7 separate regions of the Mus musculus genome follow, and all the other regions are linked to region 1. Evidence: chromatin contacts called from public HiChIP or PLAC-seq and promoter capture Hi-C data. All regions are on one chromosome and are shown on one strand. The core of a region is the stretch at or near the end of the contact, and the rest is flanking DNA. Distances in the headings are between cores, read along the strand shown. Region 1 holds the start of Plcg1 (phospholipase C, gamma 1). Region 2 holds the start of Snhg11 (small nucleolar RNA host gene 11). Region 3 holds the start of Ralgapb (Ral GTPase activating protein, beta subunit (non-catalytic)). Region 4 holds the start of Mybl2 (myeloblastosis oncogene-like 2). Region 5 holds the start of Ift52 (intraflagellar transport 52). Region 6 holds the start of Slc32a1 (solute carrier family 32 (GABA vesicular transporter), member 1). Region 7 holds the start of Ppp1r16b (protein phosphatase 1, regulatory subunit 16B).

Region 1 (4,162 bases), core at 1,081-3,580:
TTATTAAACGCAATATGAGATCAGGCCCACAGGCCAGAGGGGCAGCTGGGCAGTCTTTCCTTGACTCCAGGAACAGGCTTGGTATAAGCTAAGGTTGAAGCATGAGTGTTGCCTGAAATAAGCCCCAATCTGGGCTAGTCGGGGTGACGTCACAGGCAAGTGCCTTGTGTGGGGGCTAGAGCACCTCCCAGACAGCACAAATGTATATACATTACCAGTGACACCTACACATCCTTATATATGCTGAGCTGGGGGAAGCCCATACTGGCTACACCCTGTGTGTGCCCTACTTTTCCCAAACTTCCTTGGGTAGAAGGAGACACCTAAGGCCTAGGAAGCTAGGAAGAGGAAATGAGGCCCTGTTTCCCAATTATAGGCCTGGCAAACAAATTGCTGTTGGAAGAAAATCATGGAGCCCCTGGGGGTGGGGGTGGGGTCTTGTTACAGACACAAAAGCAAAAAAGGTTTGGGCTGAACACAAGGAAGCTCCCAGAAAATAGAATTTTAAAGCATACTGTAGCCTCTAGGCTGCTGGAGTTGGCACAGAAAGCTCAACAACGATTACAACATTTTAAGAGGGTGTCTCCTGAGAGAACCGGCCAGACCAGGCAGGCAGGGAAAGGCCCTGTTCAGCTCCATCTGCCCTCTCTGTCTAATCATCCTGGCTGGCCATTCCCCTCCACTGAGTAAAAACCCCAGGGCCTTTGCACATGCTGTTATTCATACCTGGAAAGTACTTTCCTCCAGCCTTCCCTTCAAAATACATATGTCCATCTCTTTACACCATTTGGCCTCTCTTGAAGTCCTACAGACATAAGACACAGCTCCTCTTACTTAATGATTGGCCAGCTAGCCAATGGCCACCAGGATTACCTCTCACCCAGTGGGCTCTCTTGTGGAACACAGACACTCAGCTTCCCACTTATTACATAGCCTGACTTCAAGTCACGGGGCTCTGAAACCTTGATTAGAAGATAATTAGGATCATGAGTTGTGCAAGCCAACCTCAAGTCCAGTTTCCGCCTACATCAGAGGCCTGTCACTAGGTGGCAGTCAGTCTATCTCAACTCCCCAGTCCCTCAGGACAAAGTTCCTCAGTGGTATACAGAATTCGGACGTTCTTGAGACCACCCTCAAGGGAAATAGCGCATCTGTCACTATTTGCCTGGCAAAGCGAAGGTGGCCCAGGTGGGTGGGTTGTCCAAACCCATACATCACAAATTCTAGTCTCAGGAATCCCAGGGGAGCTTTCCTGCAAGGGGATGTTGTGTGGGACTTCTCACCTCTGAAATGCAGATGCTGTCCAGAGCTGCAGGGTAGCTGTCCAACTAACTGTCTGCTCATCATTGGCCAGACGGCAGGATCAAGGGATGCCCTCGGGTTTACCCGTGCTGTTCAGAGAACGGCTTTTGGAAGATTGATTTTAAGTTATTTAACAGTCACAGACAGGTGTCATGTCTGGAGAATAGAGGCAAAGTCCGCGGTGAGGGATGAAGCAGGAGAGATAGGGGAAGGCAAGACAGGACTGCTGGGCCACGAAGCTGTGCTGATTTGAAGCACAGTGGGAATTCACGTACGCAATTTCAAAGGCTTTAGTGGTAAATTCTGAAGCTCAGATGCAGGCAAGACCCAAGAGGATAGTGTACACAGAGAGAAGAGGGGTCCTCAGGATCGTGCGTAGAGTGGAGAGAGCCCCAAAGGCAGGAGGGAAGAGCCTCAGTGGATTACTTAGGGATGAGGGAGAGAAGAAAAAAGGTTCTTGCAAGGTGTGGGGTCTTCCAAATTCAGGAGTTCACTGCCATATAGAGAAGGTGTAGCGGGTGAAAGGGGCCATGTGATGAGGATGGCAAGCAAGGCTGTGGCGCAGATGACGAGATGCCTGGGTCGGGAGGTCAGGGGAGACCCAGGATTGGGGTCACCTGTGTCTGCGCAGAGGGGAAGCCACCCTGCAACTGGCCCAGCACTGAGTCCAGAGGAAAATGAGGCAGAGGACAAACCAGAGCTTCGGAGACTAAGTGCAGGTAGGGCGCGGGCGGAGCGTGAGGAGGGCAGCGGACCACGCGAGAGGCCTCGAAGGCCACCGGACCCGCGTCCGAGAGTCTGAGGGCCCTGCCCACACCTGCGTGGCCCCCTCCCCAGAGGCCACACTCCAAGGCCACCCTAGAACCCGTCTGTCTGCTCAAGCCCTTGCAAAAGACGTCTGCGCAGAGGGGGCGTGGCAGGCGTGCTGTCACTCACGGCCTGTTAGCCAATCCACGAGTGCGCCCCTCCCCGGAGAGGGTGCGCGGAGGGCCCGCCCCCGCCGCCACCGCGGGTGTGAGGAGGCCAGGCTGGCGCGGCTCCCTCCGCCCGGCAGCCTTGCCAGGTAACCGGGTTCGGCGGGAGGGCTGGGGGTCGCGCAGCCCCCTCGCTCCCTGGGAGGCGTGCACACTGCCGCGGCGGGTCCCGTGTGGGCCGGAGGCCCGTGCGCGCGTCGGACCGACGGGCCGCAGCCTGTGGGCGGGGTTGCGTGCGTGACGGGCGGCCGTGCCCCGCGTTGTGTCAGGCCTGCGCGGGGAAAGCTCGGCCGAACCGAGGTGTCCAGGTCCGCCCGCTGCGGCCTGCCCCGGGTTGCGGGGCGCAGGCGCGGCGGTGGGCGGGGGTCGTCCCCAGGAGCGTCTTTGTTCCCGGCGCGCTGAGGGCGGAGCCTCACCCCGCCCCGCCCCCGCGCTCAGTCCCCGCCCCGCGTCCGCCCGCAGGAGCTGCCACCGGGTCCCGCTCGCCTCCCCGGCCGCCGCCACCGCCTCCGCCTCCGCCGCTCCGGGCCCGCCGGCTTGCGTCGCCGAGGTCGCTGCAGCATGGCGGGCGTCGCGACCCCCTGCGCCAACGGCTGCGGGCCTGGCGCACCCTCCGAAGCCGAGGTGCTGCACCTCTGCCGCAGCCTCGAGGTGGGCACCGTCATGACTTTGTTCTACTCCAAGAAGTCGCAGCGGCCAGAACGGAAGACCTTCCAGGTCAAGTTGGAGACGCGCCAGATCACATGGAGCCGCGGCGCGGACAAAATCGAGGGGTCCAGTAAGTGCGCCCCACTCCGGCCTGCCTCGCGCCTGCCCGCCTCCCAAACACTTGGGCAAACTTTCGGGCCTCGCGCCTGGCGCCCCGTCTCCGCCCAGTCCCTGGTGGTCACTCTGGGGCGGGTGGAGGGGGGCATCCGGGTCTTGGATCACCTGATAGGACACCCCCTCCCCCAGTAGGGGGGGAGTGTTCCAGGCACTTTGCCCTGAGGCCTAAGAGTCCTCACTGGTTGGACAAGTGGAGTGGGATTCCGGCCCTTAGCATCGGGCGGCTGTCAGTGGCTGTGAGGGGAAGCCAAGACAGGGACCCCCTCATCCAACCTGAGAACCTGGGGAACCGACAAGATCTTCCTGCCCACTGCCATTTCTCCAGAGTGTGCTGTCTGTGAAAACTCCTAAGAGCTCCGGGATGGGCTTATTGGCGCAAGAACCTTTGGAATCCTCATGTAGAACTTAGGCAGATGTTGGGGTAGGGCTGGTTGTGGAGCAGAGCGGGCCTACTCATCTCCCTCTTCTTTGGGAGGATGGGGTATGAAAGCTAAAACCGTGACTGCTTCCCCCTCCCCATGTCCCGTGGATGGTTTTTTTTTTTTTTTTTTTTTTTGCCCCAGATCTGAATTTTGGAGGTCCATGGTGCTAGGCAGCCATCCAAAGCTAGAGCCAGGGCTCCTTTGCCCTTGCAGCATATAACAAGGAGCTTGCATTCAGAAAGGTTCCCTGGCCTTGGGTTTTGAGGTCCAGCCCTTTGTGTTGGATGTTCTCGTGACCACAGGGTAGCCCAGAGTTGCTCCTCTGGTTTCCTGTCGTAGCCTTCCCAGACCTGAGTGTGGTGGGTTTACACACAAGTCTCTGGTGGGAGAAGTAAGTCAGGAGTTTTGAGAAACCTCGGCTCTTTCTGATAGTCATTTTCCTCGGTGTGAGGCAGGATGAGGAGTCTTTGCAACTCCAGGCTTTGAGATGTTTCTTACAAGAACCCCCAAAGAGTCTATGGTTGAAGGGACCTAGCCTAAGAGCCAGGTCTGTGTTAGAGAAGGGGGGGTGGTGTCAGGAAGTAACAACGGAGAGAAGGTCCCACAGATCTTCCTGGGGATGGTGTACATGTGTGTCGA
Region 2 (4,162 bases), core at 1,075-3,574, 2.4 Mb before region 1:
TTTCTGTCTATGGAGTTCCGGATAAATGCAGCTCAACTACTCAGTGTAAGGTGGACCAATTCATGTGTGATGTTAGCAAGGAACCCTTCAGCACCTGTCCTTGCACATTGCTTGCGTTAGCAGAACATCCATCCCCTCTCCTGCGTCTACTTCAGTGAAACATTCCTTCACAAGTCTGCCTTAGCCTTTCACCTGTGTCCACCTCAGCTAAACGTTCCTTCACGTGTTTGCCCCAACAAAACACCATCCAGTCGGCTTTCCAAAGAACCCTTACGTTTCCACTTCACAGCCCTTTCTCTTTTGCTGTCTGGCCTCCAGGAGCAGCTTTGTTCCACCACACACTCCTTGTCATGAGCACTTGACACCTCACTACAGGCCCTGAAACCGCAAAGCCAAAGGATCAAAAGCTAACACAAAGCTCTCCTCTTTAAGTTGCTTTCCTTGGTATTTTGGCTCAGCATCACACTGGGAGTCTGAAGTCAAGGCACTGCAGAATCTGAGCCCTGCCTCACACCACTCCCGTATCACAGGCTGATGGATGCCTTCCTATTGTTCCCAAGTGGCAGAAGGAAGAAGCAAGATCCAGGGGACCCTCATAACCTGATCACTTCCCTCTTCAGAGATCTTGCAACCTGATACTACCATGGTGGGAGGTAGGGTTTCAAAATGGACTTAGGGTAGGGAGTCACCATTCAGTCTGTAATACTGGAATAATAATTAAATGGGTCAAAACACCTGAAATATTTTGTGTGCTCAAAAATACTGGCTGCTGGTTGTATTCCTTCGTTGCATTGAGATCAAGGTATCAGAGTCGTATCATACTGGGATGACATGGCTAGACTGGACTAGATGGTGAAACCAGTAAAGGCATGTGTCCTCAGGAATGACAACCTGCCAGGCAGTGGTAGCACGTGCCTTTAATCCCAGCATAGGTAGGCAGATCTCTGAGTTTGAGGCCTTGAGGCCAGCCTGGTCTACAGAGTGATTTCTAGGACAGCCAGGGCTACACAGAGAAATCCTGTCTCAGAAAAAAAACAAACCAAACCAAAAACCACTCCAGGACCACGTGGTAGAAGAGACCAACTCAGAAGCGGTCTTCCAATATCTAAATGTGCACCATGACATGTGTGCCTACCAAACACACACACACACACACACACACACACACACACACACACACACATCAACCTAACTCTTAAAAAAGGGCACATGAAACAGCCGGGCATGGTAGCACACAGCTTTAATCCCATCACTCAGAAGGCAAAGGCAGGAGGATCTTTGTGAATTCTTCAAAGTTAGCCTGGTCTATGTAGTGAGTTCCAGGACAGCTAAGACTAAATAGAGACCCTGTCTCAAGAAAGGCAAGTCAAACTAAAACAAGAAGCACTGCTGAGCCACTTGCATGAGCTTGATGTCTCTACTTCACTTTGTGCAAACCCTCCTGGATATAGTATACTGAACATTCCATAATTCATTCCTTATTTTCCATCAGGCTTTAGACTGTCTTCTCTTCAGAGACAGCCCTGATGTCTACGCTGGATAAATAAATAGGTCACCACTGTCACAATCTGCCTACCACTATTTCATTTGTAGTGCTTATGGTTTTTTTTTAACATTTATTTTATTTTATGTGCAATAGTTTTTTGTCTGCATATATGTCTGTGTAAGGGTGTGAGATTTTCGGAGTCACAGTTATGAGCTTCCATCTGGGTGCTGGGAATTGAACCCGGATCCTTTGGAAGAGCAGTCAGCGCTCTTAATCACTGAGCCATCTCTCCAGCCCTGCACTTATGATTTTTAGTGGTTGAATTTTCTGGCCTATTTGTTTATCATACTGATTAAAATATAGCCGAGTTATGGATCATGTTTGTCTTATTCCTTTTATTTTTTAGTGCGTAGTCTGGCCCTTGATACGATATTATGGGTGGATGCAAAGCTAGATGAGTATATGGATAGATGGATGGATGGATGGATGGATGGATGGACAGGCAGACAGATGCATGCAGATGAATAGATACATAAGAAGGCAGGTGGGTCAGTATGATAGATGACTAATGGGATGAGAGGAAGCTGGCGTTCTGCACATATTTTCTGGCAAAATGGATGCATGGACTGATCGGAAGAATGGAAGCTAGGACTAAGGAAGGAGAGCCTCGATGGCGCAGTAAGCATTTCGGTTCTACTCCTGCAGGGGACGCTGCAGAGCCACGCCCACTGGCCAGTTGCGCAAAGGCGAAGCTGGAGACTGCAGCGCGCGCAGCCGCAGCTGGGCAGACACTGCGGTTTTCGGGGAGTGTCCTGCGCAGTCCCGCACTGCGGCACTCACTCACGCACTCAGCCTGCTAGGCAAGTCACCTCGGCTCTGCGCTCTTGGCCGCTTCCAAGACCTCCAGTCTTCTTTAACCGGATAAACCCAGGAGCCGGGAAGCTAGGGTGCAGGCGTGATCCTCCAACCCTTGAGAGCTATGGACCTCCTGGAGTACTGGAAAAGAGATCGTTGGTAGGCTGGGACTTCCGCCTTGCAGGGTCGGTGGGCTACAGTTGAGCTTACGCCCAGCCTTAGGGGAGGGAGCCGGTAGGAGAGAAAGACCAGGGGACGCAGTGCTAGTGTCCGGGCGGAGGTGGAGGGTTGGGGGCTGAACCCAGGTGAGGTTCATGAGGCATGCGAAGCCTCTTGTCCTTTCTTACACAGGGTTCTCGGACTGTTGACCTGCGTCCTTCCAAGCTGATAAGCCCAGGACCCTAGGACGGGATGCTAGGACTCCTGTGTGGCGCCTTGCTTTGAACCCTTTCCCAAGGGCTGTTTCCCAGATGAGCCTTTGCCGCAAGGCCCTCTTGACACCAAGGATGACGACGCAAAACCTGCGGCAGCCAACACCCCTCTCCCCACTCTCCGCACTCACTGGTGGGTGCCACCATCCAGGAAGCAAGTATCCCGGTAAGTGCTGCGGGTGCACCTTGAAGCCTGAGTGCCACCTAATTTTAGCCTACCTATGGGCACCAGCAGAGGGGTAGTGTGGAATTCACCCAGGTTCAGAGGTCAGCCTAGCAAAGACCCTGTGCAGGAAAGCTTGGGAGTCTGGACTCAGGCCATAAAGACCTCAGGTCCTTTGTGAACTAGTTCCTTCATTCCCAGGTAGGGAAGTTGCAAAGGCAGATCTGGCTGCTTGTCTTATTTTGAACCCTAGTGCCTGGCTGTATGGTAGCTATGCCCTGTGGTATGAATGAAACCGATTTCTCATTTTGAACGTAAGTTGGTCTTCGAGTGGGGGCAGGTAGATTTCATATGGCTGAGGTCTTTGAAGCCAGCGGTTAGCCAGTTAGCCAGCATTTTTCCATTTGAGGTTCTTTGGCAGGAGATGGGATAAAAAACCTTTTGGAGTCGCTGCCGTTTATCAGAGCTTGGAGGAACGATCTGAAAAGTGCTCTCTGACAGGTAATGTGTTGTTAGCATCTTTCTTTGTTCAGGAGAAAGTGCTGCGTCATTAGTTATCCAGCCTCGGGTGTATCTGTTGTATTTGGCTGTCGCACCAGGTTCTCTGCCCAGGTCAGACTTGGCCAAGTGACATTTAGATGCTGATTTAAATGCTTCTTGTTTATTGCAGAATTGACAGCTTGGTGCAGAGGGGACATGAGAGGTGTCTCTGTCCAGCTAGGAAGCAGCTGGACCACAGCGCTCCCAAGGTAGGATCTGAACCTAAGATGGCTGCCCTCCGGGAAGGGGAAGGAGAAGGGGAAGAGGGGCGGGGCTGGAAAGATGGCTCAGTGGTTAAGAGCACTGATAGCTCTTCCAGAGATCCTGAGTTCAATTCCCAGTAACCACATGGTGGCTCACAACCATCTGTAATGGGATCTGACACCTATTCTGGTGTGTCTGAAGACAACTACAGTGTACTCATATAAAACAAATAAATATTCTTACAAAAAAAGAAAAGATGGCTGCCCTCAAGAGATGCTCACAGGTTCCCAGGAATGGGATAGACTGGAAAGTAAACAGACAGAAGATGAAGGTGGCTGCATCTCTGTCCCCCAGTTTTGTTTTGTTTTTTGTTTTTGTTTGTTTGTTTGTTTTTTCGAGACAGGGTTTCTCTGTGTAGCCTTGGCTGTCCTGGAACTCACTTTGTAGACCAGGCTGGCCTCGAACTCAGAAATCCACCTGCCC
Region 3 (4,162 bases), core at 489-2,988, 2.3 Mb before region 1:
AAGTCTGCCATGAATTAAACTCTCAAGGTGGAGGGACTAGAGGTATTTTCATTTTTCCAAGTCCTTTTTTTTTTTTTTTATTTTGAGACATGGCCTTATGTAGCCCAAGCTGGCCCAAAGCACTCTGTGTAACAAGTTCAAGGATGAATATGCTACTACATATGGTTTGTGTAGTACTGGGAATCAAACCCAGGACCTCAAACACACCAGGCAAATACTCCACCAACTAAGCTATGTCTGCAGTTCCATGTGCTTTAAAAAGATTCCCAGTCCTCCGTGTCTGTCACTTTTCCAATTCCCATCACCCACTCCTCTTCAACCCTATCAGTCTGATCTTCCATAGATGTTCAATATTCGGTGTTAGGAATGTGGTCGCAAGTAACAGAAAACTCAATGGATTGTGGTATAAATAAGGCCCACCACCCTCTTTAAAGCAGGAAAGGAGTACAGAGTCCATGCAGTTTCCTTGGTGTGTCCTAAAGAGGCAGGTTTCTTTGCCTTGTTTTACATTTATAGTAGAGTCTTCTGCAAGATCTCAGAATGACTGCCACATCTCCTGGCATTGTATTATACCATGGTTCCAATCATGAAGTTGGGGAAAGTTGAAGGACACAAAATTTCTCAGGACTTCCTTTATATCCTAAGTCTCCCTTGGAACTTTGGTTTATGCTTTATGGACTAGAACTTTGTTTCACTGGTATGCTGTCAAGCAGGGGAGGGGGCTTTGCTTTTTGGCCTCTGTAGTGTAGAAGTGGGAAGGAGAGAGGGGCTTGGAATAGTGACCATGTGATAAAGCACTTATCAAAAACTGTCTAATTGAACTTTACTGCTTCATCCACACACTGTCCTGGCACATTGTTACCCACCCCTTCCCCTCTTCCTGTAGGTGAGGTTGTGGTCTTAAAGAATCCTTGTTTTATCTCTTCTACGAGGGCACTAGTTTCTTCTTCACTCCTACTTGGTTCATGGTCTCTTCTGAGGATGACAGTCACCGTTTTCTCTGCTTTCCATACAAATGTGTTTTTTGCACAGCCTAACACCCTGATCCCTCCACCTCTGAGTTCCAAGGTCAGTCACAAGGCCAGGCTCTCTATGAAGCTGTCTCCATCCCTCTTTCCTCTCAGCCTGACACGTGGGGAGTACGTCTAAAATGTTGTTACTTTCCTCGTGGAAGTTGAAACGAAATTCTTGACAGTGGTACTGTTTGCAAAACGTCCGGTGCATGGCAGGTGCTCGAACTTGTATCTCTTGTTAGTAATAGCTTATCTCCCCGATCAGATACAACTCGTTGGTGACAGGTTCTGAATCATCCTTTTAAAGCACGTCAGGCCTGGCGAGGACATTGCCCATAATAATGCTGCGCCCATGTAATAAGGGGCTGGGCAAAGGAAGAGCTACAATGCTGAGATGTGAGACATTCCTTTAGCCTGAATGGTAGCCAACTTTTCATAGAGAAGCCCCTTACTCTTCTGCACTAAGAACATGTAGAAGCCAGATTGCTTCTGGAGCTGGCACCGCGATGACGTAAGTGTCCGTCACTTTACTCCTCCCACTCCACCGAAGCCCGAAAGGGGGCGGTGTGGGCAATCGCGCTTCGCGCGGCCCTCTGGGACGGCTGCGCACGCGCAGCTTCCGGCTCCAGGCTCGGAGACTTATTTGACGCTGCCCACTCGGTCCCTTCAGAAGTCGCGGGTCAGCAGCGCCGCGCAGGCGCAGTAGTCCCTTCGGCTGGGGAATTATTTGACGCCACCGCCCCTGGCAGTCGGAAGTTGCTTGAACGGAGCCCAGCCGGCCGGCCAAGCGACCGGTGTTCGTCGTCCCCTGGGCGCCCTGGGAGAGTCACTGACGGGTGGACGGACTGACTGCCGGTGGAGGGCCGGCCGGGGCAGTGGCAGCGCGGGCCGGATGGCGCGGGTCGCGTGAGGCGGCAGGCCGAGTGCGGCCCGCGGTGCGCCCGCCCAGCGATGCGGGCCCCGCCCGTCGCCTCAGGTACGCGGCGGCCGGCGCGGTGCGGCCGGACCCTCCCCTCTCGCCGTGCTTTTTTTTTTTTTTTTCCCTCTCCTCAGCAGCTACTGAGGCAGGGGCTCTTTGAACCTCCGCTGCTCCCGGGGCCGAGCGTCGGCGGGCGCATTCCTGGGTTCTGAAGTGGCCGCACCGGGCGCGGGAGCACAGTCCTGGCCCGCGGATTCTGCCGGGTGTGAGCGAACCCGGGAGGGTCGGACTGGCGGAGCGCCCCCCTGGCAGCCTGGGGACAGGGGCGGGTCTGGAGTGGCAGCGGCAACTCCGGGGAGGATGCGGTCCACCGAGGGGCAGGTGGAGTTGCTGCCGTCCGGTGAGGATGCTACTGCCCAGGGCACGGTGACGCTTGCGAGGAGAGTAAACAGCCACCCTCCGCAAATGCTTGCTTTCCGCCAGGCCCAGGCCAGATAGGGAATTTGAGCACCCTGCACGGCAGGACTGTTACCCCATTCTACGGACCAGGCAACCGAGGCCCAGAGCGATCGGGCGCCTTTGGTGCCCAAGGTCATAGAGCTGGGTAATTTGAACTCAAGCAGCCTTGACAGTCCGATCCAGGTTCTTAACCAATTAGGTCATTGGATGTCCAACTTTGATGCACGGTAAAAATCACTTGGGGAGTTTTGAAAAGATTCCTGGTGCCATAGCACCTCAAACTAATTAAACCACCATGTCTAGAGGGTAGGGGGAGACAAATACTAGTATCTTTCTAGTATTTGTCTTTCCGGAGATCCCCTAGTGGTTCTGGGCTATAGTGAGGTTTGACAAGTGTGAAAGCATGTAATCTCAGAGGTCTGACAGTGCCTCTCCAGTTTATGTGTGCAGGAGGATGCTTGTTAAGATCGTGGATTCCACTGGCAGAAATTCATATTGTCACTCCCTTCCCCCCAGCGCGCCCTTGTTCTATTGCTGGAACTCTCCATTTCTCTGCCTCAGCCTCCTGAGTGCTAGGATGGTAGCTGTTCACTAAGAGAGAACTTTTCCTTAGATCCACAGACTACCACCCCTTTGGTAGGTAGGCCTCCTTGAGGGTGAGACCCAATTATGGATTCTTAGCAGAGCTTTTAAAAAAAATGTATACATTCCTTGCAAAAACTGTTGGTTTACAATTTCCCATAATATACGGCACTCATGGTTATGGTTTCTCTAGCCTCTGGACTTTTGCATACACTGTTCTTTCTACAAGACAGGCCTCCGTGTTTTCTCAGCACCCTACCCGAACACATACACCTTCTCATATGCATCAATTCTGTCTATTGCCCAGCTCTCAACAGTCCCTTCAAGATCCTCTGCCTCCCCTGAGCCCTGCCCATCTTGGCATTATTGTAGAGTAGCTGACCACATGTTTTTCTGTGTTGTACTCCTAAGCTCTTCTGTAAGGTTTTGATGGCAGGGACCATGCTTTTCTTGGTGTCTGTCTGTCTGTCTGTCTGTCTCTCCCTCTTGGAGTACTTTGACATCGAGGCCGACAAACATTTTTTGAATATAGTGTTTAGTCCCTTTATGTCATAGACCTCATGCCGCAGAGGCATCTGTTTTCTTTTTTTATAAAAGATATTTGCTGTTCTTAACATTAGGGTTTTTTTTTCCTTTTTCCTTAGGAATACTCTAGTTAAGTTTATTCATTTATTCAGCAGATGAATAAAATGTTGAATTCTTATCCATGACAAGGCACGATGTAAGACCATGTTCCAGCAACATTGGTTGGTTTAGCTGCGTGAGGTGGCACACGCCTTTAATCCCTGCACTCAGGAGGAAGAAGCAGGTGTATCTCTTTAAGGCCAGCCTGCTCTGCACAGTGAGTTAGTGACAGGATAGCCAGGGCTCCATACAGAGGCCTGCCTCAAACCTCCACCCAACCAATCAACACACAAAAACAAACAAAACAAGAACATTGGTGAATTTTATTGTTAACTTCCATGTAGACAGTCTATTCTATAGTGAGAGACTTTTTATTGCCATTGGGGTTTTGCATGTGGCCTTTCCTCATTGTCTAAAAGAAGTGTTGTCTAGATGCTATTGCCTTGTATGTATCAACGCACGCAGTTATAGTTCATCCCATCTGATGGGAGACAGTCAGCTCTGTATCAGAGCAACAATACAGACTCGGTGTAGTTTATTACATAATGTCTGAACTGCCATTGCT
Region 4 (4,162 bases), core at 1,078-3,577, 2.3 Mb after region 1:
GTGTTGACTTGCTGATAACTAGAGGACACACTGGTGGAGGTCACCAGATTCCTTGTGACACTGGAGTGACCTTGCTGCCCCAACCCTGATCTCCAGGCTCCTCTAGCTCTGGTGTCCTGTTTAACTGGCTCCAGTTTCTGGTCCCATGTGGACTCCGCATCTGCTCTCTGCATTTTGCCTCAGGCACTTACCTTGTGCAAATTTCTAGGCCCTGCTTTTGCTCACAAGGAGATTGGTAATCTGAGGGAGTGTGTGTGCAGCCTGCGGAGCAGCTTCTTGGACTTCAGAGGGCAAGTGTGAAGACAGGTAAAGGCAGAATATAATCATAGGACCAGCAGAAAGGCTACAGGGGTTGAGTAAGGCATGTAGGGTGGCCTAGGTCTACCCTCAGCAACAAAAGCCACCTAACAGTGATATAATACTTATATGTGCCTTATACATATTCATGTACTTGTATTGCTTAGAGTTAAAGGTTTGTACACAGTACCCCAAAATAAAGTGTAGGAGAAAATAATCTCCCACTTCTCCAACATGCTTTGACCTGGTTATTCTGCAGGGACTATAGACAAGGAAATAACTTTGCAAGGCAGTCCTTTTGTAAAAGAAATTTACATTTGTAAAGGAAATCTGCGTTAGCCTGCATTCTGTACTAGGAACCGGCTGATGCCTATATCTTTCTTTTAACTGGGAGACTTTTATCTGCATGACAAGACCACCTGTTTGCCACATAATTCCTTTCCTTATCCCTAGTTAGCTTGTGTCACCACCATTCCTACAGAAGTCCTTGGACCTCATTCCTTTTTGTACCCCAGGAAGCTTCAAACGTCTGAGCCTTTGTATGATGTCATTATTTTACAGGACTCCAATGGATATGCAAGTAATTAAACCTGAGTTTCCTCCCGTTAATCTATTTCCTATCCATTTAATTTGCAAACAAGCCAAAGATGCTAGGAGGAAAGCCATTTGCCCTTTCCTTACCCCTTTCCTTACTATAAACTCTAGAACTACAGTTTGGGGAAGTCAGTGCCTCAGTTTCTCCATCTGCTATCGGGTAATACAAGCATATAACTCATTGGGTTGTTATGAAGATCAAAGGTTTCTATGAACTGTTTTTGTAGGTGAGGAAGCAGGCATGGAGAAGTTTGATAATTTGAGATAATGGAACTAGGGAAAGGTAGGCTGGGAATCACCCCCGAGGAGATCTCACTGTAAAGCACACTAGCCGTGAAGAGCAGCGATCCACATGAACTCCTTTGAAGGGAGAGGGGTGGGGGGAAGCCTTGAATTAAGCCAGGTGAAAACTTGTAGCTTTCAAGTCTTCATCCTTCTGTAGTAAATGAAGTTTTCGGAGTTGTACTGTCTAAAAGGGGCCAGCAGTTTTTGGAAAGAGATCTGAGGCCTGAGCCTAAAGGGCATTTGGCTGGGGTTCTTCCAGGCTCCTATCCTTTCAGGGAGTCCCAGTAAGATGACACTCAGTTTTTAGGTAGTAAATGACAACCTGAAAGAGACAACCCTTGCCATCAGAAATTGAACGTAAGCCAACAAGCCTTCCCCCTGGGCTTAATACATTTCCTAGGAAAGGCTGCTGGGATCCCAGAATGCTCACAGTTCAGCAGAGGAAATGCGCACAAATGCAAGCAGATGGGCAGGAGACCCCAGTCGGGGAAGATGTGGGGAGTTCCTGGTCCAAATACGGCCCAAGCAAAAGCTGCAAGACTTAATTTCGCCTCTCTGTGTCTTGGCGTGGTGATCTGGAAGGCCGTTACTAAATGGAGTTACAAAGATTTAACCCGGACAGAAGAGAGGTTTAAGTTTGGTGAGAGAAATGTTGGGATTTTGAGCTGGGTCTCTCTGAGGCAGCTGAAGAAGCAAGAGGCTTGCAAAGGAAAAGATACAAACCCAGTCAAAGGGAGCATGGGGGCTCTAGGGATAGTGGCTTGGACCGTCCCAAGCAGTGACAATTTGGGCGGGAAGTTTCTCCTATTCAGTTCTTCCAGTCTTTGCTATGTGTGTGGCTCGGGGTCTATCTAAGATTCACACAGAGCCAGGCCTCGCGCCTCATTGAATCCCTAAGGTAGGTGTATCTGGACACAGTAGATTGCCAACTAACAGAGCATCTGCCCGCTTGCACATTCGGTTTCTGCCCTCCGGTAAACCACTCCCCTCTTCCCCATGCTTGGGCTCCGCCCCTACAGTAGGCCCCTCCTAGGGTTCTGGCGCGCGGGCTCCGCCCCTCGTGTCTTGTACGCTTCGCCCCTTCCGTATGCTCCGCCCCTGCGCTCGCGCGCCAGGGCCGGGCGGCGCCGACGCACTTGGCGGGAGATAGGAAAGTGGTTCTGTGCGCTCCCTAGGCAGCTGCAGTTCCTGGGAACGTGCGACCAGACCTGCAGACACGCTGACGCCTGAGAGCACCGCCTGGGGCCCGGAGCGGCTCGAGCAGCCTGAGTCCTGACCCCGGCCCGGCTCCCGCTCCGGGCTCGGCCGGCGGGCGTAAGGGTGCGGCGGGGTCCGGGCCGGGGGGATGTCTCGGCGGACGCGCTGGTGAGAGGCTGCGGGCGCGCTGGGGTCCTCTCCCTTCTCCTTGGGTCGGCAAGCGTGAGATGGGGATCCCCGGGAGAAATGCACCCTGCGCCGCCCGATGCAGGGGCGCGCGCCACGTTAAGAGGCTATCGGGACCCCCTCGCTCGGTTCCTGGGCCTCCTGGGCCCGGGAGTCTGAAAGCGCGGGTTCCCCCTCTAGACCGGGTCCCAGCCCTGGGTGAGGTCCATCATCTCCCGCCTAATTGCAGGGTGGGGAAGGAAGGCTGTCGCTCGCGGTGTCAGCTGGAGGCCCATTACTGGGTAGGGAGAATGTCTCCCCTTGTCGCAGCGAGTGGAAGGCAGAAGCCTGGGAGACACTTGTCGATCAAGAGTGGCTCGAATTTGCTGGCGTTCCTTTCTTGTTAGCATTCCGGGAAGCACAAAGCCCCTGGGCCCTCCGCGGGATGCGAGACGGGGAATTCGTTGTCTCATGGGGTTTCGGCGGCCGGTTCGGTTTGGTTTCAGAAGCCTTCTTCCTGTCCCACGCTAGTTTTGGGCAGTTGGGGATGAGTAAAGACTATTGGTGTGCAACGAGACTGCTCTGCTAGCAGCCTCTGAGCCAAAGGCAGGAACTGGGTTTCCCTCTTAGTTCCCTAGAGGTTAGGTGGCTGGGTCAAGTCTGGACTTTTGGGACACCTGTGTATCTGGGGCCTAATCGCGGGGCTTTCCAGCCTTTCTAAGGCGTGGGATAATTGGGTTCTGCTGTGTTCCTTCTGGGTCTTTCCAATTCAGAACGCCTTTCCACCGTCTTCAGATGGCCGAACCTGGCCTAGGATGAAGATAAGGCACAGAGATGCCTGCTTGCTTACTTGCAGAGTTCTTCGTGGCTGGGTTGGGTATTGGTTTGGTCTGTGGGTGCTGATCAGGGTGGCTTCCCATGCCCCGGTGTCTAGGACAGTTCAGTGCCCAGGAAGGGCATCTGGAAGTACTAATCCCAGAGCCCCGGGCTTATCTGAGGGTCTCTTTTGTGAAGTGTGGACTCTGTGCCCCTGCATCCTCACGAGCCTTTCTCTGCCACATGGTGTGACTCCCTGTACCCCAGTGGCCCACTTCCCTCTTGGCCTCTGACTCACCTTTCCCTGGAGCATAGCCCAGAACGTACAAGGGCAAGAGAAAGGGTATGTGTATATACAAAAGTGTGACTTTTCTTTAAACAGCACACTGGCCTCTGCTTTTCATGCTACGGTTCCTAGGGAGGTTAGGGTGTAAAAATGTGGAGCTTGGTGTGACATAATCGTTGTCGGCCTCACTTTTCCCGTCTGTTAAATGGAGCCCTTGAGAATGCGCAAGAAGGTGTGTGACTGATGGATACTCCCATCTGTTTAATAGTGTGACCATGCCGGGTAGCAGCAACACATGTCTTTAATCACAGCACTCAGGCAGGTGAATCTCTTCAGTATACAGGACAGCATGGTTTGCAGAGTGAGTTCCAGGGCAGCCAAGGCAACATAGAGATACCTATCTCAAAGGACCCCCGCCCTCCAAATACTGTCACTATTACACAGCACTGAGGCTTCAGGCTCTCTTACACAGAGCCTTTTCCCTAGGACACCGGCTGAGCTTCTAATAGAATCTGGGCCTCG
Region 5 (4,162 bases), core at 419-2,918, 2.3 Mb after region 1:
ATATATATATATATATATGAATATCCCATTTCAAAATTTGTATTGATGGGGGCTGAAGAGATGGCTCAGAGGTTAAGAGCACTGGCTGCTCTTCCAGAGATCCTGCGTTCAATTCCCAGTAACCACATGGTAGGTCATAACAATATATAATGAGGTCTGGTACCCTCTTCTGGTGTGCAGTCATACATGTAGGCAGAACACTGTATACATAGTGTTCTAAAATATATCCTTTTGAAATTCGTATTTGGCCAGGCGATGGTGGCGCACACCTCCCAGCACTTGGGAGGCAGAGGTAGGCAGATTTCTGAGTCTGAGGCCAGCGTGGTCTACAAAGTGAGTTCCAGGACAGCCAGGGCTACACAGAGAAACCCTGTCTTGAAAAAAAACAAACAGAGCAAGAGAGAGAGAGAGAGAGAGAGAGAGAGAGAGAGAGAGAGAGAGAGATTGAGATTCATATTTGTATGTGTGTGTGTGCGCGCGCGCATAAACATGCCACAGAATACTTGTAGAGGTCAAGAGGACAATTTACAGAAATCGGTTCTCTACTTCGATTATGTGGGACTCGGGGATTTAACTCAGGATGTCAGGCTCAGCCTTTTTACCTGCTGAGCCATCTCAATTCAATCCATAATCCTCATAATAAACCTTTAGAATCTATCCTCAATTTACACGTAGAAAATGCTCCAATTAAGCAGCATGTTCAAGTTCACCAGATACAAGTCATTTCTCAGACACCGGACTTCGGAGCAGCTGACTCTAAAACCCTCAAGCTCCTTCTGCAACTTGGTACAGTGAGAGAACTGCTCCAGGAGCTGCTCCCGGTCTGGTGTCCTGGCACTTCTAGTACACTTACAGTACCGAATGATCCCGTGACTTGCCCAAGTCCAGATCCTGATCATTTGCATCCTTAATTGCACACTTGATCATTTGCATCCTTAATTGCACACTCTATTCAATTCTGCAGCACTCCACTAGAAAAGTTTCCTGGCTGAGACTTAACTCAATGGTACAGCTCACGATGTGGAAGGCTCTGGATTTGATCTTCAGTGGGAGAGAAGAGATCGTTCTCTTTCACACTCTTTCCCACTTTCTAAAATCGTCATAACCACAGTCGTGAAAAGTGCCTTAAAACTTGTGTATTTTAATATCCTTAACGCATACTGCTCTGTATTAAGACATAGATGAAAATAAAAACTGCTGAGCTTCCTACATGTGCCTGCTCCAAGTTTTGAGGCTGCAGAGGCTTTGACTACAAAGCCACAGACAGCCCTCTCTCAGTGAAGCCTCTGCGGAAGCAAGCGTGTTTCCCGTTTCCATGGCAACCGTTGGCCCAAGCCAGTACCTCTTCCCGAAACGCTTCCCCAGCTCCACAATAGTACTACATCTCCGGCGCGTCACCACTCCCTACCCCAGCTTCTACTTCTAAATTTTGGTAAGACCTGGCATTTTAGGTCTCCTGATCGCTACCCGGCAAGAGCCTGCCCGGAACCTGCGTCCAGGCCAGGCCGGGGCGTGGCTTGCCGCAGCAGTCCCCGCCCATAGGCAGGCCGGAATTCCCGGCCTGGGGACCTACCATCTTATTGGTCTTTAATAGCAGTTGCTAGCAAATGAACAATATAGGTTCCCTATTAAAAAGTGACTCCTTCAGTTTGGATACAGTCTTTACCGGGAAACGGGCCAGCCCAGCGCTAGCCCCGAACCCCTACCCAACAGCCCCCAGCGTCCGCAGCCACCAGACACAGCACGTCTGTCGCGCTGTCGTCATCACGCCACGACGGAAGTCACTCGGGGCCCGGAGCCACGCCTTCTCGGCGCGCGGCCTTGGATACCTGGCGGCCTCTGGCCTCAGGTAAGGAGAGGTCGGGTTGTGCGGGCCGCCAGGTCGTTGGTCTGGCTGGAGACGATGACGGCCTCGCCATGCCGCTCTGGAGACCCCTAGGCCAGCCTTGTGGGAATCCCGAGGTCGGCAGAGGTAAACTGAGGACGCGGAAGTGGGCTGGGAACTGGTCCTGGCGATGATGTAGAATTTCTAGCTCCTCGGACTGCGCGGATTTGTCGTAGTCCTGTAGAATATGAAAAAACCTAGGATGGGGAGCCATCAAATCAGACTCAGCTATCGTTGCAACCACGCTTGGTGTTTTTCGTCACTTTGGCAAAATTTAGTATACCATGTTAGATTATTGAAGAAAAAATAAGAGAATGGTTGGGCAGTGCTACCCAAATATTGTTTCAATATTCTTATTATTACCGATTTTTAAACCTTATCCTATTCTTAGGGAAACTCATTTCTAATTCTAATAGGACAGGACCCCAGATCTACTGCTCCTTCAGAAGGAGGTGGTGGGGTTAAACTACAGTAAACTGTTACCTCGAAGTGTATTCTTCCGTTAAGAGCAATTCAGTACTCAGAGAAGGGTATTCACTTTTCCCAGAAATCTGCTCCCACCCCAAATACGTCTCAAAAGCAGAAAAATATAAATCTCAGTACTGTGATGTTTGGGTTCTTTGTGGCACCGTGTAGTAATAGGTCAATATCACTAACATGATCGTTGTGACGTTCTAATCAGGAAACTGGAGAAGGCAGAGTACAGCATTGTAGGTACACAAAATGAAAACAAGCATGTTCAAGTACAGCTCTGTTAGCCGGCTGTGATGGCACACACCTTTAACCCCAGCTTGGTCTACAGAGAGAGTGACAGTGCTACACAGGAGGAACACTGTCTCGAAAAACCATAAATAAATAAACAAAGAAAGAAAGAAAACCGGCTGGTGAGATGGCTCAGTGGGTAAGAGCACCTGACTGCTCTTCCGAAGGTCCAGAGTTCAAATCCCAGCAACCACATGGTGGCTCACAACCATCCGTAACAAGATCTGACTCCCTCTTCTGGTGTGTCTGAAGACAGCTACAGTGTATTTACATATAATAAATAAATAAATCTTTAAAAAAAAAAAAGAAAGAAAACAAGCAAAAAAATAGCCGTGTCATGTGAAGTCAACATGACAAAATGTTTTCAATTTCATTGAAGGGGTTAAGGCTGCAGCTTAGTTAATAGACTGCCTGCATGAGACCCTGGGTGTCTGCCTGGTCCTCAGAACAGGGAAAAAAAAAAAAAAGTCATTTGAGAGGCAGCGGCATGGCGGCAATGTGCCTGTAATCCCAGCACCCAGGAAACTAAGGCAAGACATTAAAGAGTTCAAGGCCGTCCTCCACTGCACAGTGCATTAGAGGCGAACCTAGATTATAGGAGATTGTCTCAGAAGAAACAGTATATTGAAGGTCTCTCCTATCAGCTCTTAAAACATGGATTGGAATTGTGCAGTCGCCTAGTAATTTAGGTAAAAAACAATGGTACCCAATATGAGCATCAGAGTAGTTTCAAATGGACCAAAAATAGTTTATATATATATATATATTTCTTTTTTATTTACATTTGTTTGTTGTGTGTATGTGGTACTGAGTGCTCATGGAAGAGAAAGGACGTCATCCTATGGGTGTTTCAGGCTTGGGGGCAAAGTGTCTGCAACTACTGAGCCATCTCTTCAATCTACAAGTGGACGTAAATTTCAGTGTTAAAAAATTATATCATAGGGCTGAAGAAATGGCTCAGTAGTTATAAAAACACTGGCTGTTCTTCCAGAGGACCCAGCTTCAAATCCCAGTACCCAGTACACATGGCAGTTTACAACTTCTGTAACTGCAGGGATTGGACACCTTTATACACATAGACATACACTTTGGCAAAACACCAATGCACATAAAAAGAAAATACATAGCACGTTTGCCTGCACAAGACCTACAACAGATTGGGCCTGTCAACATTGTCTCGTGGAGGGGACAGGTCAGGAGGCCTTGCCCCTCCCTGAGACTCTGTGGGCACTTAAAAGTTGCTGGGACAGGGGAGACATTTTCTTCAATGGTAAGGCATCACCACACATTTCTCACATTCCCACAAGCAATCCAAACTATGGTTATTTAAAAAAAAAAAAAAAAAAAAAAAAAAAAAGACATGAAAGTAGAGGGAAACCTGTCTGGGAAGAAGGGAGTCAGTGAGCGGGCACAGGAGCTCATAGGGAGAGGGTGGTGCAAGTACCTTATGTGCATTCTCGGAATTATCACATTAATATATGCTAATACATTTGTTTGTTTGTTTGTTTGTTTGTT
Region 6 (4,162 bases), core at 534-3,033, 2.1 Mb before region 1:
ACCTCCTCGTCAAAGAAGGCATCCATGGCCATCTTAAGGTGTGGAGGGGCACAAGAGGTCACTACAAAGGTACTAGGTCCCTCTGATACATATGTCAGGTGGGCAAAAGAATTCCTCCAGGAAAGGGGGGCAGTGAAGGGGACGGAAACCCTTGTCTGGATGAAGTTCTGGGGTGAAGAGTCTCTTCTGTCCAAAGCCTTTTGGGAAGATGAGGTGCCTGCATTTACTCTCTTTGCTTCTGTCAAGTGCCTGAGGGTGGCCAGATTTCGACCTGCTGGGGAGAAGGATTTTGGTCATGGTTTAGCAGGAGGTGGGGGTTTTGCAGTGGGCATGTGAAGGAAGGGATGGTGGCGGAGTGACGAAGACCACTCTGTCTGTTGTACGAAGGTCCCCAACCTGGGATAGAGGCCTCTTCCAGAGACTGTGAGAGTGCTTGAGGTGAAGGGGGGTGACTAGGGGTAGCCCGTCTTGTCCTGGCAGCTCCTACTTGCTGGTCAAAGCCCTCAGGCCGCCCTACTTGTGCACTGACCTGAGCTAATCTAAAAAATACCGCAGGGGAGGTAGAGACTGGGGTTCCCAGTGAGAGAGAGTCTCCAGACGGGAGAAAAGGAGCGGGAGTCCTTGTCATTTCTGTCAGCTTTCTTAGGCTCAGTGACAACAATGCTTCTCCTTCATCTAGGCTGGGTCCCATCTCGTGGTTTGCTGCTTAGGAGTTTGAAAGAGAACCCAGCTGGGGACGTAGACAGGGACCCACAGAAAGCAGCCGTAGCTGACCCATGCCTCATGAAGACTACAAAGGGGCTCACGCCAGCACGAACGCAAGGCAACTCCTTTCAGAAGCGCCAGCTCGGCAATGAAACTCGGCTGCGCAGCAAACCACACACGGAATACGCACGGTTACCAAAGCTGCCGCTCAGAGTTCACACAGCGCCAACCCACAGCTGTATCTAATGCGATGTCTTTGTCTCTGGATCTCTTTCGTCTTCGTGCCCGCGCGCACTCGCATGACACTCAACAGAAACATCCAAGCTCTCTCAGTCCGGGGGCGGTGATCCTAGCCTGGCCGAGCGTACCCATGTTTCTGAGCTCCGGTCCGCAAGGCTGTCAGCTCGCCTTGCCTTTCGTCTATCCTGACCTTCTCAGATAAGCATTTGCTTACCGAGGGGGCGAGGGGGCGTCCTCAGAATCCCTCCGAGAGAGAGAGAGAGAGAGAGAGAGAGAGAGAGAGAGAGAGAGAGAGAGAGAGAGACAGAGACAGAGACAGAGACAGAGACACAGAGACAGAGACAGACAGAGACAGACAGAGACAGAGAGAGCGCCCAAAGGCTAGCCTTTCCCTTCCACTGCGCGCAGTTGATGGTGAGGCACCAGCTCCTACCACGGCATCCCTGGACGACAGAAACAGCTCAGATGGTCCAACCCAGGGCTGACTTTCTTCAAAAGTAATCCAAGACAGTCACTTCTGTCATCAGGATGGACTTGCAGAACAAGTGATAGATGGCAGAGACACAAACAGACGACCGATCGGCCGGCCTAGCTCTAGAGACTCTCACCTGTCTGTCCTGTTGGTTATCCGGACGGTTAGCCAGAGGATCCGGGGCCCCCGCACAGCTCCGGGACTCTGGAAGATAGTTCCGAGGGTGGGGACCTTCGAGAACCAGCCCACACTGAACTCCTCCCTCCTTGTGGCAGCAGCAAGGTGGGACGGGCCAGGACGTCTGCTTAGCACCTCCTCCAGAAATGCAGCACTTGGGGGGCCCCCACCCTTTCGCGCGCTCCTTCCCACCGACCTCCCAGGGGTGCACCTCTCCAGCCTCGGTCGCGCTTCCGAAACCTTTGGTGCCCCCTTTTCCTGGTCCCGACCCCCCACCTCACGCCCCCTGGTCTGGACAGCATCTCCCCCTCGCCGCCCTCCGCCCACGCACCGCCTGACTCCGAGGGGTGCGAGCGCATTGGGCTGCGCCCGCGTGGGGGCGCCGCGCCAGCCTCGCGTAGCTGTTCTGACGCTGCCGTCGCCGCCGCCCTCCGCAGCCCAGCCGGCACCCGCACCAGCTCTGCAGTGCACTCGTCGCCTCTCGGGCCGGTCCCACCAAGAGCCAGACTGTCGTGACCGGGGCCAGCCTCGAACGTCAGGCGCGAGGGTCATGAGCCAGAGCGCCCTGGGGCGCCGCGCGGAGACCCAGCGGAGATAGCAGTCCTCGCTGCCTTGACGCGCGCCCGCCGCGTCCCCAGACCCTTCTGTCCTTTTCTCCCGCCCCGCCGCCGCCATGGCCACCCTGCTCCGCAGCAAGCTGACCAATGTGGCCACCTCCGTGTCCAACAAGTCCCAGGCCAAGGTGAGCGGCATGTTTGCCAGGATGGGGTTTCAGGCGGCCACCGATGAGGAAGCGGTGGGCTTCGCGCACTGCGACGATCTCGACTTTGAGCATCGCCAGGGCCTGCAGATGGACATCCTGAAATCGGAAGGCGAGCCCTGCGGAGACGAGGGCGCAGAAGCTCCCGTCGAGGGAGACATTCATTATCAGCGCGGCGGCGCTCCTCTGCCACCCTCTGGCTCCAAGGACCAGGCCGTGGGAGCTGGTGGGGAGTTCGGGGGTCACGACAAACCCAAGATCACGGCGTGGGAAGCGGGCTGGAACGTGACAAATGCCATTCAGGTGAGTGCGGGATCCCCAAATCTGCTTGCCATCACCCCCCACCTGAGCTGTCCTTGCCAGGCTCTGCCCCCACACGAACCCCGCAGAGGTCTAGGTTTCAATGCCGCCTTCTCCCAGGACTGGATAATTTATCTCCCCTTCTCTGACCTTCCTAGCCATAGGGATCTACGCCCCCAGGCGGTGTTCTCCTCAGATCCACTCTTGCTGTTCCTGCTACAGGACAGCCTGGCTGAGGTTTGGGGTGGGGGCGGGGGCGGGTCACAAATCCAAAGACCCTACAAAAGCTGGAGACATGGGGAAGGGCGGGAGTCGGGGTGGGGGAAGAATGAAGAAGAAAGAAAATCAAGATCTGGAGAGTTAGCCTTGAGCTCCAGAATGGAGTCCCAGCTGCATTTTCGGAGGACAGGGAGAAAGCTGAGCTAGGGAGTCTCCTCCTCGTGACACATACAGAAGTCGTGCACGCGGACAGGGCTAGACACGGTCCCCTTCCTCACTAACAAACAGGCATATGACGTGCATCTATTTATAGTTCGCAGGGTTACCCTAAATGCACTTGACCATACCACAAGACACTGCAATAGCAGCAATACCTTTACACAGCAAGTGCCTCTGCATTAGCTTAATCTTAACTCGTGAGCACACACACATGCACGCACACGCACGCACACGCACACACACACTCAAGCAGACAGCACCCACTTGGCTGGTGCAGCTCTGTTGGACACATACAGATACAGGTACATAGGAACGTCTATGGTAGAGGGACTCCGCAGTACGAAGCTGCGAAGACTAGCTCCTCTTGCTGGAAATCCCGGCTGCACCGCAGAAACCTGAGAGCCTCCTCCACAGCAGGCCAAGCTGCTCCAGAGCCTGAGAAGGGTCCTAGGCCTTCAAACCTGTAACCTCTAATCCCTAGGCTGCCACCTATAACCTCTAATCCCAACCCCTATCCCAGTCCCGTTTCCATCAGGAACATGGCACTCCTCCGCTGAAGGATTTGGAATTCACAAAACGACCCCGGAGGCTGGCAGGGGTTGGTGGGTTCCAACTTCTGGGAGGAAAGAGGCCTTGTTTCTGGGCACCCTGGGGCTCTGTGTCTTGGCTCCCTAGCATCTCTGGAGTGTTGAATCGTTAAAACAGAAAACATAGGTTTCTTTGGAGTGGAAGGCAACTGCTGAGTTTCTCTGGAACATGAACTCAGCAGGATACCAAGGAGTCTGATCCCGTGGCACTTCCAACTCCAGGTGCTGCTGAGATAGTCTTGGCAGAATACAGGACAGGGTTGGCGTCCGAAAGGCCTTTGCTGTTGTGGGGTGCTTCTCTTTGGGCCTTTCAAGGTTCTGTTTTGTAGCTTGGAGAAAGGCGGGGGCGGTAGGCTGGAGTTTGGCAGGCCTCTGGAAATCCTATATTTCGTTAGCTTTTCTTCCCCATGTAAATTAGAAACCATATTGCGCAGCTTTTGGCCCTCCCCTCTCCTCAGTTTCTAGAGACCTGCGGTTTAGGCT
Region 7 (4,162 bases), core at 465-2,964, 2.1 Mb before region 1:
GCAGAGAACAATGGCCCCTCTGGGTTATTTTAAACTTCACTCTAAGCCTTCTCCACCTGCTCTGCTGTCTCTAATTGCTCCAGAAACAGCGTCATTCACAACTGGATTATTAATGAACTGAGCGGGGAGCCTCGGGCACATGAAAGGGGACTTCAGACTTGGGGAAGTCTTCGAAGGACCCAACCAGAGGTGGGTTTTGTTGTTTTAAGACAAGGTCTCATGTGGCACAGACAGGCTGGCCTCAAATCCATAAGTATGCCTGAGAGCTGGATTTACATGTGTTTGTTACCACACCTGGTACTGGCACACATGCAGGGTACTGGTGTACACACAGGGTACTGGGGGCTGAGCCCAGAGTTTTGTGCCTGCTAGGCAAGCACTCTATCCACTGAGCTATATTTCCTTACTCAACCCACAGGGTTTTGCTCCTCCAAGAAAAGTAACTGAGTGTATTCAGCAAGTAGGAAATCAGGCAGGGTGTAGTGACCCTGCCTTTAATCCCAACATGTCTTTAATCCCAGCACTGAGGAGGTAGAGGTCACCGGATCTCTTGCTTTTAAATCCAGCATGATCCACATAGTGAGTTCTGAGCCAGTCAGGGCTGCTGAGTGAGACCCTGTCTTAAAAGAAAATAAAAAGGAAATCAGTACACTTGGTGTTGCTCCCGGCTTTACCGGTTCTATGGTTCTATCCCTGAGTGTTTCAAACAGGATTACGGGAGGATCCCTGAGACCTAAACTGTGAATCTTGTCTGCCTCCCCAGCTGCTTAGCCCTGGGTGCCTCTGGCTCTAATCTGGAGGCTGGGAAAGTGCAGGAACAAAGCCCTTTGTGGAGAAGAGAACCCCATTGTTCTAAAGTCAGCTTTCAGGGAATGCGGATTCCAGAGAATGTTTGGGATAGGGCTTTTCTCTTTGTCCACTTTCTCCCCTCTCCCTGGGGGGAGGAGCAATTTAAAGGAGCAACTTTCAAAATTAGATTAAACAGAGTTAAACCCATTGCCTTCGAGGGAAGGCACACACTGCAGGATCTTCTGCCCAGCAGCCGCCTAGGTTACATGACAGAAACCCAGGGCGTTTGGGTCTTGTTCTTAGCAGGAAACCTCAAGGAAGCAGCTGGGCCTAGATCTTCCGGGCACCTCAGCTGGTGAGAGTCATCAACCTAGGCATGACCACTTCCTTCCTCCTTCTCTTCACCTCCCCTCTTTCCAGAGCGAAAGAGTGACTGGACTCCACGTCACAGGCCATGGTCTATTGCCTTTTCTCAGGTAAAAGACCTATCTATATAGCCCCGTCCTCTAGATAAGGCCTGGCCAAGTTCCTGATGTTTGTGGAGCCTTCAGAATCAAGCTCAACGTGGGAGATTGACTTTCGGGCACTGAACTGACCCCATTCTCTGCTACTACAGGTAGGATATTATCCCTTTCTGGGCCTCACTGGGTCTATCTGTCAAATGGGAATAAAATACCACCCTGGCTTCCCCCCCTGTCTGTACTGGAGGTTAGAGGTGGGACACAGTCAAGGAGAACTATCCTGAAGCCTGACTGTGTCTCAGCTGCTTCCAAATTCCTGCAGCTCAGAAAAGGGGTCTTCATTTGGAGGGCGCTAAGATCTAGACCTTCTTGTTGCTCGGTGACAAGCCCCTTGGGGATGCGCGGGCCCACCCCTTTCCCCCGGGAGCTGAGGCTCCGCCTTAAGGGAGGAGTCAAGAGGCGGCACGGTGGCTCGCTACCCAGCCGAGCTGGCTCTGTCGCCGCACCACCAGCTGCGGCTCTGGGACCTGCGGATCGAGCCGGGGCCGGAGCCGCCCGGGGTAGGGCTCGAGAGAGCGGGTGAGTTGAGCGGCGCCGCATTCCTCTCTGCACTCTGCGGATCCGGCGGGCAGGTGTCTCGGGCCCTTCCAGTCTGGCTGGTGGAGAGGGGTGGCTCAGCCAAGGGAGGGTGGCTTAAGATAATTGGGGAGGGGGGCGGTGGCGGTGGAGTGTGCTGGAAAGGTGCAGTCTCCCACATCTCGCTATCGGATGGGGAGGCTGGTGTAGAGAGTGAATTGGCAGGGCTGCGATGGCTGGATTCTGGGGGGCGATGTGAGGTCCGTGGTCTGTCTGGGCTACTGTCTGCCAGGGTTACAAGGCTGGGTGATGAAACCACAGAACACCAGACGCCCTGGGCAAGCGGTCTACGAGCCCGGCATGGGGGCGCCGCCCCCTCGCGTGGCGGCGCTTGGTCTGGGCAGGCAGCGCGCTGAGAGCGCTGCTCCGGGGGTGGGAAAAGTCCCGGGGGCAGGCGTCCCTAAGGGCAAACCTGACCTAGTGCGGGATCTCCACCCCTAGAGAGTGTCGGTCGGTCCCGGTAGCCCCCGGCGGGGTGATTCCCCAGAAGGGATGCTCTCGGCCTCTTCGCCCGCCGCCTTGGGCGCGAGCTGCGGGTCCCGGCGCCCAGAGCGCTCCACTCCTCGCGAGTCCCGCGCATCCGTTCCCGCAGGGAGCAGCGCCCCCGAGCGCCCAAGACAGGCAGAAACGGCGCAGCCCTACCCCAGAGGTCAACTGAGGGGTCTCCCACAAGGTCACGCAGAGCACCCTGATCGCCCCGAGTGGGAGCGAGGAGCCGGAGGCTCTCCTACCCGCCTCCGTAGCGGATGCAGACTCTCTTCCTCTGCGCTCCCCTCCCAGCCCTGCCTCCAGCTTTACGGAAGATGTTGCTGATGCAGCTTCCAGCCCCGGGCGGATAATCGGGTCTAGGTGAGCTGTGACTACGGCCCTCTCTGCAACCCACTGGAGCGCCACCACTACTGGCCAGGCCTGGAAGCCTTTGCTCTCCTGGAATCAGAAGGGGGGGGGGGCAGAGATGAGGCTGCACAGAACGGAAAGCCGGTGCTTGTGCGCCCATGTGATTACACTGCTCATAAAGGGCTCCTGTTCTTGCTGTCAGAGGCGCCCACCAGCTCCTGGTTCCCGGGAGCACCAGGTGCGGCCTGTGAATCGCCCTCTGTAGAGGACCCGGAGCCCGATAGTGCCAGGCGCCGTTTCCCTCCAGGCTATCTGGGGAAGGGGCTGGCGGTCGCTCCAGGCCCTCGGGGGGTGGGGTGGGGGGACTTCTCTGTGCGCCTTATCCTGCCATTTCCTGCAGCCAGTAAGGTACCGGAGTAGAAACGGCCTCCGTGGGGAGGGAGCTTTCCTTCCAGGCTGAGCTCCGCACAGCTCAGCTGAAGACTTGCTGTCTGCCCGCGGGCCCTGCACTCGGTTCCCCATCACCACAGATCTCTAAGAAGTGGGGTGAATGGTCGCTGTAGGGTAACAGGGAGGCCTCCCGCGAAGCTCTTGGTGCATCGGAGCATCATGGATGACCCTGCTAGGCAAACCCGCCTTTAGTGAGGGTTTGAGCGGGGCGTGTCCCCTAGCCAGGTGCAGAAGTGGAACCCTGGTGGGTGGTTCTGCAGGGGCTGGGATGTGGGGTTCCACTTTTCCTCCCTCACTCAGTTATGTCACAAAGAGCCAGCTTGTAGGAGGCGGTAGGGACCAGTGACTCCTTCCAGCGTGCTGCCTGTTTGCAAGGCCTTTCCCACTCACGTTCTCACCACCTTCTCTCCCACCTGTCACCCAAATCCCATCTTCTCTGCCCCAGTCCCTGGAATTCTGTGGGCAAGATGACAATAGACCACTCTGTCAAGAGTCTATCTACCATTGTCTCCCCCCGCCCCGCCCCCAGATCTTCTCAGCCTTTGGAATGGCTTCCTTTAAGAAAGCCTCTTTCCGATTCAAGGTGATTTTCACTTGTGTCTTAGGTGCCTCAGACCCCTTGGGAAGTCCCCTTGCGATGGGACAATTCAGCCAAGCCTAAACTTCCTGGTTAGAAGTACCAGGTAAGTAAGGCCGGTATTTGGTGCCTATACAGACTTTGGACTCTTCTGTCCATGGAGTCTGGGAACCAGAGCAGCAGAGGAACAGAGGTTAAATTCTAATCTTGCTGCTTGGTGTTTTTATGAGCCCGAGTCACAGAGCCAGGGGAAGCCGAGGCAAGGAAGTGGTTTTCTTTAAGGCCAGAAGTTTCCTATAGAGCACCTTTGAGTCAACGACTTGTCCTATCTTGCGAGAACCCAGTTCTAGAGCCTCAGGGAACTTGTTCTAACCAATAGCAACCAAGTGGACACAGGGCAGCAGATTGCAAA

The links. HiChIP or PLAC-seq counts read pairs in DNA pulled down with a chosen protein or histone mark. Capture Hi-C pulls out chosen DNA fragments and counts their contacts.
Region 2: an H3K4me3 HiChIP or PLAC-seq map of forebrain shows a contact between it and region 1, with 6 times the contacts expected there. The contact joins the promoter of Snhg11 here to the promoter of Plcg1 in region 1. A contact is called at or near these places in 2 of 39 promoter capture datasets (hippocampal neurons and stem cell-derived epiblast-like cells), 1 of 115 datasets of contacts at active chromatin or transcription factors (forebrain) and 1 of 9 other capture datasets (embryonic stem cells).
Region 3: a contact with region 1 is called in an H3K4me3 HiChIP or PLAC-seq map of embryonic forebrain, with 6 times the contacts expected there. The contact joins the promoter of Ralgapb here to the promoter of Plcg1 in region 1. A contact is called at or near these places in 3 of 39 promoter capture datasets (cranial neural crest, pre-B cells and second pharyngeal arch cranial neural crest) and 4 of 115 datasets of contacts at active chromatin or transcription factors (double positive thymocytes, embryonic forebrain, embryonic limb bud and 1 more).
Region 4: a contact with region 1 is called in an H3K27ac HiChIP or PLAC-seq map of regulatory T cell precursor, with 15 times the contacts expected there. The contact joins the promoter of Mybl2 here to the promoter of Plcg1 in region 1. A contact is called at or near these places in 1 of 39 promoter capture datasets (pre-B cells) and 3 of 115 datasets of contacts at active chromatin or transcription factors (large pre-B cells, regulatory T cell precursor and stem cell-derived neural progenitor cells).
Region 5: an H3K27ac HiChIP or PLAC-seq map of thymic regulatory T cells shows a contact between it and region 1, with 10 times the contacts expected there. The contact joins the promoter of Ift52 here to the promoter of Plcg1 in region 1. A contact is called at or near these places in 1 of 39 promoter capture datasets (pre-B cells), 2 of 115 datasets of contacts at active chromatin or transcription factors (astrocytes and thymic regulatory T cells) and 1 of 9 other capture datasets (liver).
Region 6: an H3K4me3 HiChIP or PLAC-seq map of forebrain shows a contact between it and region 1, with 11 times the contacts expected there. The contact joins the promoter of Slc32a1 here to the promoter of Plcg1 in region 1. A contact is called at or near these places in 5 of 115 datasets of contacts at active chromatin or transcription factors (SST interneurons, embryonic midbrain, forebrain and 2 more).
Region 7: a contact with region 1 is called in a promoter capture Hi-C map of liver, with 2.6 times the contacts expected there. The contact joins the promoter of Ppp1r16b here to the promoter of Plcg1 in region 1. A contact is called at or near these places in 1 of 39 promoter capture datasets (pre-B cells), 1 of 15 datasets of contacts at CTCF or cohesin (large pre-B cells), 6 of 115 datasets of contacts at active chromatin or transcription factors (cardiomyocytes, embryonic stem cells, forebrain and 3 more) and 2 of 9 other capture datasets (embryonic stem cells and liver).

Annotation. Positions count from the first base shown.
Region 1 is chr2:160,728,980-160,733,141 of GRCm38.p6, forward strand. Plcg1 (phospholipase C, gamma 1) reads left to right here and starts at 2,331. Exons shown (of 34, transcript NM_021280.3): 1 at 2,331-2,365; 2 at 2,739-3,054. The coding sequence starts at 2,838. It overlaps Gm52567 (a long non-coding RNA gene), which reads right to left and starts at 1,768. Exons shown (of 2, transcript XR_003954082.1): 1 at 727-1,768.
Region 2 is chr2:158,373,389-158,377,550 of GRCm38.p6, forward strand. It overlaps Snhg11 (small nucleolar RNA host gene 11), which reads left to right and starts at 2,325. Exons shown (of 5, transcript NR_164123.1): 1 at 2,325-2,500; 2 at 2,693-2,938; 3 at 3,606-3,684.
Region 3 is chr2:158,408,115-158,412,276 of GRCm38.p6, forward strand. It overlaps Ralgapb (Ral GTPase activating protein, beta subunit (non-catalytic)), which reads left to right and starts at 1,739. Exons shown (of 30, transcript NM_001291138.1): 1 at 1,739-1,989.
Region 4 is chr2:163,052,308-163,056,469 of GRCm38.p6, forward strand. Mybl2 (myeloblastosis oncogene-like 2) reads left to right here and starts at 2,328. Exons shown (of 14, transcript NM_008652.2): 1 at 2,328-2,541. The coding sequence starts at 2,522.
Region 5 is chr2:163,015,685-163,019,846 of GRCm38.p6, forward strand. It overlaps Ift52 (intraflagellar transport 52), which reads left to right and starts at 1,669. Exons shown (of 13, transcript NM_172150.5): 1 at 1,669-1,849.
Region 6 is chr2:158,608,975-158,613,136 of GRCm38.p6, forward strand. Slc32a1 (solute carrier family 32 (GABA vesicular transporter), member 1) reads left to right here and starts at 1,784. Exons shown (of 2, transcript NM_009508.2): 1 at 1,784-2,657. The coding sequence starts at 2,268. Gm14204 (predicted gene 14204) reads right to left here and starts at 1,749. Exons shown (of 3, transcript NR_040359.1): 1 at 1,554-1,749.
Region 7 is chr2:158,665,421-158,669,582 of GRCm38.p6, forward strand. Ppp1r16b (protein phosphatase 1, regulatory subunit 16B) reads left to right here and starts at 1,715. Exons shown (of 11, transcript NM_001159662.1): 1 at 1,715-1,829.